Linked DNA regions of Muntiacus reevesi: region 1 is linked to region 2. Evidence: chromatin contacts called from public Hi-C data. All regions are on one chromosome and are shown on one strand. The core of a region is the stretch at or near the end of the contact, and the rest is flanking DNA. Distances in the headings are between cores, read along the strand shown.

Evidence for each region. A called contact is a pair of places that touch in the nucleus more often than the background predicts.
Region 1: a contact with region 2 is called in a Hi-C map of muscle, with 9 times the contacts expected there. The contact joins the promoter of COX18 here to the promoter of ANKRD17 in region 2. A contact is called at or near these places in 2 of 3 Hi-C or Micro-C datasets (blood and muscle).

Annotation. Positions count from the first base shown.
Region 1 is chr22:27,605,752-27,608,792 of mMunRee1.1, reverse strand. It overlaps COX18 (cytochrome c oxidase assembly factor COX18), which reads right to left and starts at 1,765. Exons shown (of 6, transcript XM_065914446.1): 1 at 1,343-1,765; 2 at 630-730. The coding sequence starts at 1,684.
Region 2 is chr22:27,438,911-27,442,008 of mMunRee1.1, reverse strand. ANKRD17 (ankyrin repeat domain 17) reads right to left here and starts at 1,764. Exons shown (of 33, transcript XM_065914417.1): 1 at 1,209-1,764. The coding sequence starts at 1,640. LOC136152897 (a long non-coding RNA gene) reads left to right here and starts at 1,879. Exons shown (of 4, transcript XR_010660287.1): 1 at 1,879-2,202; 2 at 2,624-2,735.

The DNA of each region.
Region 1 (3,041 bases), core at 516-3,015, 170 kb before region 2:
TGGGGCAGGCTGATAGGAGGAGGAAGACTTAAAAGTGCCTAGTGGATGGCTGCCCACAGAGAACTACAACATGGTCAAGCATCCTTGGGCAAGGGCTCTCAAAGGGCTCAGGGAGACGACAACACAGGATAGATAGAGCAGAGTAACAACTCCTAGCCTACCCAGTTGCTTTTACCATGGCATTTACATTTTCTGTCTCTGCATTCTTTTAGGCAGCTACCTGCTCTATGCTGTCAAAAGATCAAGTCTGTAAATAACCTGCATCTTTTGTTGACTAAAATCTCAACAAACTGGCACAGTAACTGCATCCTGTGAAGCCTTCCCTAACTTCCCATGATGACCTAACTCCCTGTATATCATCTTTTTTACAGTTACTTAATCCAGTCATTATTTGATTACACATCTGTCTTTTTCAGTAGTCTAGAGTCCTTTAAGATCAAGGAACTCTCCTTTCTCTCTTTTTTTGCTTTCAGTCCAGTATATAAACCTATCATGCCACAAAAACTTTTTAAAATATTAGAGTAAAATGAACGACTTTGCTGCTAAAGCTACAGAATAGCACACCCTGTAATAAACACATACATACATATCTATTTTTTCATGGTCTTATATGGAGTGAATTAGCTTACCTGGCAACTCTCTTGGACCATCCCAACTGATGTGCACGAACTGCAACTTCTTGGTTAAGATGTCGTGCAATGTTTTTTATTTCTGGCTGCAAATTTTCCACCTAGCTAAAAAAAAAGCAGACTTTGTTATGAGCACATTAAAGATCTGTATTCATAACCATTCATAACTTTACTCTCTATTCCCTAAACTCATTTAAAAAAAAAATGAGGTTTACTGGCTGTGTCAAGAAACTCTAAGATTGCTCACAAGATGTTAAGATATCCTCAACTGAAATCAAATTAAAATTTCAGCTTATACACTTATCAGTGTGATGTTGGGCGAATTATTCAACCTCTAAAGTCTTGTTCCCTCCTATATAAAATGTATAACAGCACCTACTTCACAGGGTTATTTTAAGGATTAAATAAACCCTACACTCCACACTTTTAATGATTCAATTCCTGGGTTTTCCAGTAATAGAAACTGAAGAAACGGTAGTCTATTAAGAGTCTTTAGTATGCTCTTTGTAGCTACAGAGCCATAAAAGAACCTGCACTTACTTCTGCCTGTGTTAATTCTTTTTTGTAAAGTAGCTTACTGCCTTAAAGGTGCTGATGACTAACGGTCAGTACTCCGGAAGTAACTGGGGACCTTAAGCCCCGGGTGAGCCGCGGACCCTCCTCACCACGGGAAGTGGGTAGGCACGGTCCACGCGCGGCTCGGCACCCCTCACCTTGGCCAGGATGTAGTGCTGGTAGGCGGCCAGGGGTAGCGTGACGGCCCCGCGCAGGGCCACGGTGGTGAGGAGAATGCTGCCCCACCAGGGCAGGCCCGAGGCGGTGTGGGCCAAGAGCAGCACGTCCTCTGCGCCCTGTACCGGCGCCGACGTAGCCAAGGCCTCGTACCAGCCTCCCGCGCCGCTCGGGCCAGCTGTGGAGACCGATGCCACCGCCCACACTGGCAGAGCGGAGCGCTTGGCGCCGCCCGCTGGGGCCCGTGCGAGCGATGGCTCCAGGACACGGACTCGCAGGGCAGGCCGGGGCCGCAGCCACCTAACGCTGAGCCGGCACAGCATCTCTGCGCGGAAGCTGTGCCCGAAACGCCAGCCTCAGGGACCAGCGGTGCTCACACCACTCCTCCGACGCCGCTACGCGCATGCGCCGCGACCCCGGCGTAAAGTGGGCGTGAGCCCGCGGGTAGCCACAATTGACCTTCCCGGTCAAGCCAGTGACGTACTGAGTCGCACTAGAGATGACGCATGAGGCAGGAAAGGCCCACCTTTCCCACGCGGCACTGAGCAAGCCTACTGCGCAGACACGAAACTTTCGCGCTGCTGCGGTGGAGCTCCTTGAGGCTAGACCGGAATTGGAGTGTTGGGGGTGGGGCTTGCTGCCCGGAGCCTGGCGAGGCGTTCTCCAGGAAGCTCTCGTTCTGTAAAATCGGTCTTCGGCATATACCTTTCTGTTCTTTTTGACTTAGCTAATCATGTCATGGTTTAAGCTTTGTGGGTGCTTTTTGTGATCAGAAGGTAGCCCTCCACGTCTTTATGTGCGCCCCGATTGCTTTCGCTAGGGATTGAGATAGATAATACTCAATCTATTTTGAACGCGTTGCTGAAATGCCAGTTTGGAGAGAGGCGTGAGTTTGTGTTGTTAAAATCAAGTCTTTATGCACTAAGCATACTTTAGTCTGTGGTATAAATATTTAATTGGCTTATCTGGCCTAATAAGCATTTTCAGAACCAGTTTTAGTGTTTCATCTTTCATTGTAAAGAGCAGTAAAGTTTATTAAGAGTACAGAACCATCTCCTGAGTTAAGGGGAATTATCACTGGCAGCTCGGTGACTTCTTTATTGGGGCTTAACATCCTGTGTAAACTTTCAGGAGCCTGAACTGAAAGAACATCAGGTGTCTTCTGGTTAAAAGGAACAGGCTAAATGTACATGGACTACCTTTTAGCTTTGTGTTGCTGGGAACACAATGGGATGACATGGAATTTCCTAACATAATAATCATCCCTAGACCTAGAGACCAAATTGTGTTGAGGAATAAAATCATTGATTAAAACGAAGGTGCGGGCCAATACTGGGGTCATGTCAAACTGGAGCTACAGTTCTTGCTTCACTGTACACCTACCCAGGAGTACCAGATATATTTTCTCTGGGTTCAGGAAGTGATCTTCCTTCACATTGCATGATTAAATCCATTCATGAAATTTTATATGTTAAGACACACATCCCAACATATGTTGCATATAGAATTTCTTTTTCAAAAGTTGAAAGCCTGTATCATTGTCTCCCTGTTTGTCAAGTTAAAACAAGCAACCTATTGGTACTGACTACTGGTTTAAAGTGGAAAAGAATTTTATATGGAATTATCTTGGCCTGATGGTTGAGGGAGCAAAGGAACAACTTCTATGCTGCTGCACTCCTC
Region 2 (3,098 bases), core at 515-3,014:
ATCAAAATAAGCTGTGTTTGTGGAAAAGAATAAATGGCAAGTGGTACTTTTAGATAATTCAGTTGTTCTCTCTTATAACTATATTTATAATCAGCCTTTAAAAAGCGGCTTTCCTTCTGTTGCCTTAAGTTACAACTTCTTTCTTCAGATCGAGATTTTCTAGCTTCCATTTCAGGAAGCAGACAAGAGAGTTACAAAAGACCTGCTAACTAGTAAGGCTAACTCTTAGCTTGTTCTCAGTATGGTATGTTTTACTCAGCTTTTGGTTAAATGCCTTCTTTGAAGAATGAGGGCCTGCAACGCCGCCTGTCTGTGAACCCAGGAAAAATTATAAACAGTTATGAAACCAGATCACTAGGACAGACCAAGAGGCCTTCTTCCTATTCCAACTCACCACAACCAAGCCTGGCTCCCAAGCAGCCTCTTAGGCTGCTCCACATTCTGTGGAAAGCAACAGGGCCTAGCTTAATTCTTCCTCATCAAGGAAGCATTTGGAAATGTATGAGTATGTACATGTAAGGATCAAATACATTTTTCATCCACTGAGTCATATATCAATGTAAATGGATATAAGATCAGTTCATCCAAAATCTTTGAGAGATCGAGGAAGTGAAGGTGACTTCAGCAGCCACGATTATGGGGGGGGGGGGGGCTGCAGCAGAACAGTATGGAAAAGTACAGCTTCTCACGTGTCTCTCACATACACAAATACTCAGCTCTCAGTCCATTACAAGCTTGCCTCCCCCTCAAACTGCTCCCCTCCACCTCACTAGTGGGAGAAATCTACCAACCTCCTAATCGTTCCCCAAGAGACCCTCCTACCTATTATGTTAACCCTCCCGCTTTGGTCCCGCCCCCGCCCCAGGAGTAACAGGGCCCTACTGGCCTGAGGCCGACCCCGCCGGGTGTGCACACAGCGAGTCTAACCAATTCCTTCCACCCTTAACCGTGTGAACCATGCCAGGGTAACGTGCTGTGCACCAACTCTGTGGACTCTGCGGTCCTCCCACCCCCACGTGTCAGCTACCCTCCCCCACATGTCCACACCTCACGATTTCGGCCCGGGAAAGAAAGCGAGCGGTGGAAAGCCTGGCCCCGAAGACAGATCAAGCCCACAGGAATCTGGCCCCTCGCAAGTCCCCTCCCACCTTTGGCCCCGACCCTTAACACTCCCTTCCTCCCTCCTTCCTTTGAAAGCAGGCCCTTGCCTCAGAAACCTCTTCTTCCTCGTCGTCGTCGTCCTCTTCTTCCTCGCTGTTGTTGCTGCTGGTGCCGCCGCCACCTCCGCCGCCGCCGCCGCCGCCTCCACCGCCGCCGCTGTTGTCGCTGTCGCTGCTGCTTTCGCTGCTGCTGGGGGGTCGGCAAGTCCGGTTACGCTTGGCCTTGTGCTGCTGCTGCTGCGGCGGCTTCTTCTTCAGGAGCAGATCGCAGACTCGCACCATCCCACGAGGAGACGAGGCCGAGCGAGCCCCGCTGCCGCCGCCAATGCCGCTGCCGACCTCCGCTGCTGCTGCTGCTGCCGCCGCCGCCGCCGCCGCCGCCGCCGCGGGGGGGCCCGCCACAGCCGCCACCGCCGGGGGGCTCCCTTCTCCCTCAGCCGCCGCCGCTGCCGCCGCCACCGGAACCGTCGCCTTCTCCATCTCCGGGGAAAGAGGGAGGGCGCGGACGGGGGAGGGGCGTGGGGGCTACGCTCTGCCGCGACTTCGGCCGCACCGGGGCCGACACAGCGCTCGGTGCCGCCTCCGCCGCCACCGCCTCGGTCACCTCTACTGCCGCCGCCGCCGCCGCCGCTCCGCCAGCTCTCACCTCGTCTCGCGATACTAAGGGCGGGGAGCCTGACGATGGGAGGGAGGGAGAGGGAGGGAGCGTGAGGGAGCAAGGCGGGGGGTGGGGGGAGCGAAGAGGGAGACCCGGGTGCCCGGAGATCCAGCAGAGGGGCGACTACCGAGAGTCGGGGGAAGTGTGCCTAGGGCGACTTCCGATGGGGGGGACGGCGGGGACAGAGGAGGGCCGCGGTGACTGCCGTAGCGCCCGCTAGCACCCGGATCGCTTCTCTTTCCTCGCTATTTCCCCCACACACAGCCCTTTAGACCTCCCTTCTTCCTTCCTCGCTGGTGTCTAGAACGCAGCCGCAGGCGGAAGTACAAGTGACGCCATCAGCCGTCGCCTGAGCGGTGGCGCGCGGGTGGCCGAAAGACGAAAGTGAGACTTAAGAGGGCCGGGTCTCCGGCCTTCGCGGGCGGGCGGTGCTGCGGTGCATGGGGCGGGAGGCTGAGCGGGCGGGCTGGAGCGGAGCAGCCCGGACCGGGTGGGAGCGGGTACGGAAGCTGGAGCCAGAGGCTTTGTTAGCAGGAGGCCCGCACAGCCTGATCCGGGAGGTGGGGCCTAGTTCTGGACTGCCGTACGTAGTTTAGTTCCTGGCCATTTTTTCCACCGCCAAATGGTGAGTTAGGACTTTGGATCTTGAGAGCTGGCGTAGTATAAAGGAAAGAGCCCCTTTTGCCTCAGTTTGAGTCTTGGATCATAGACTTCCTGAACCTGAGTTTACACTTGTGTTACCAACAAAAGGAGTTCGATTAGGTGATGTCTGAGATCACTGTAACTCTTAAAGTTTCCTCTAAAGGGCTGAAGACAGGAGAAGGAAGCAAGATCTGTGCCTGACTTTGCAGACGATTTAGTGAATGACCCCGATTTAGTCCTTCCACTCCATCACCGTCTCGGCTTTTAACTGTGAAGTAAGCATCATAAGTAATCATCCTTGTCTGTGGATCTCTTGGAAGGAATATTGTGATAGGGGTTGTGAGTTCATTTGTGGGTGTCTGAAGAACTTGCAGGACTTTTGAAATAATAGCGTAGCTTATTGAACTCAATTATCCCTTTCAGGTTCAATAAGGGCACAGCAGCATAAGGGAAATGAAGGAAACATCAAAGACAGATGTACTGGCACAAGATAAAAAGTATGCCTCAGCTGACATAGTTGCCATTTTAAGACTGCTAAGTTTAGCTGAGTGTGCCTGAATTTTTTTAGCTTTTTTTTTTTCTTTTTAGCATTGGCATACCATATGAAATGTGGGCAGCTGCCAGTAGTCTGCAGAGTA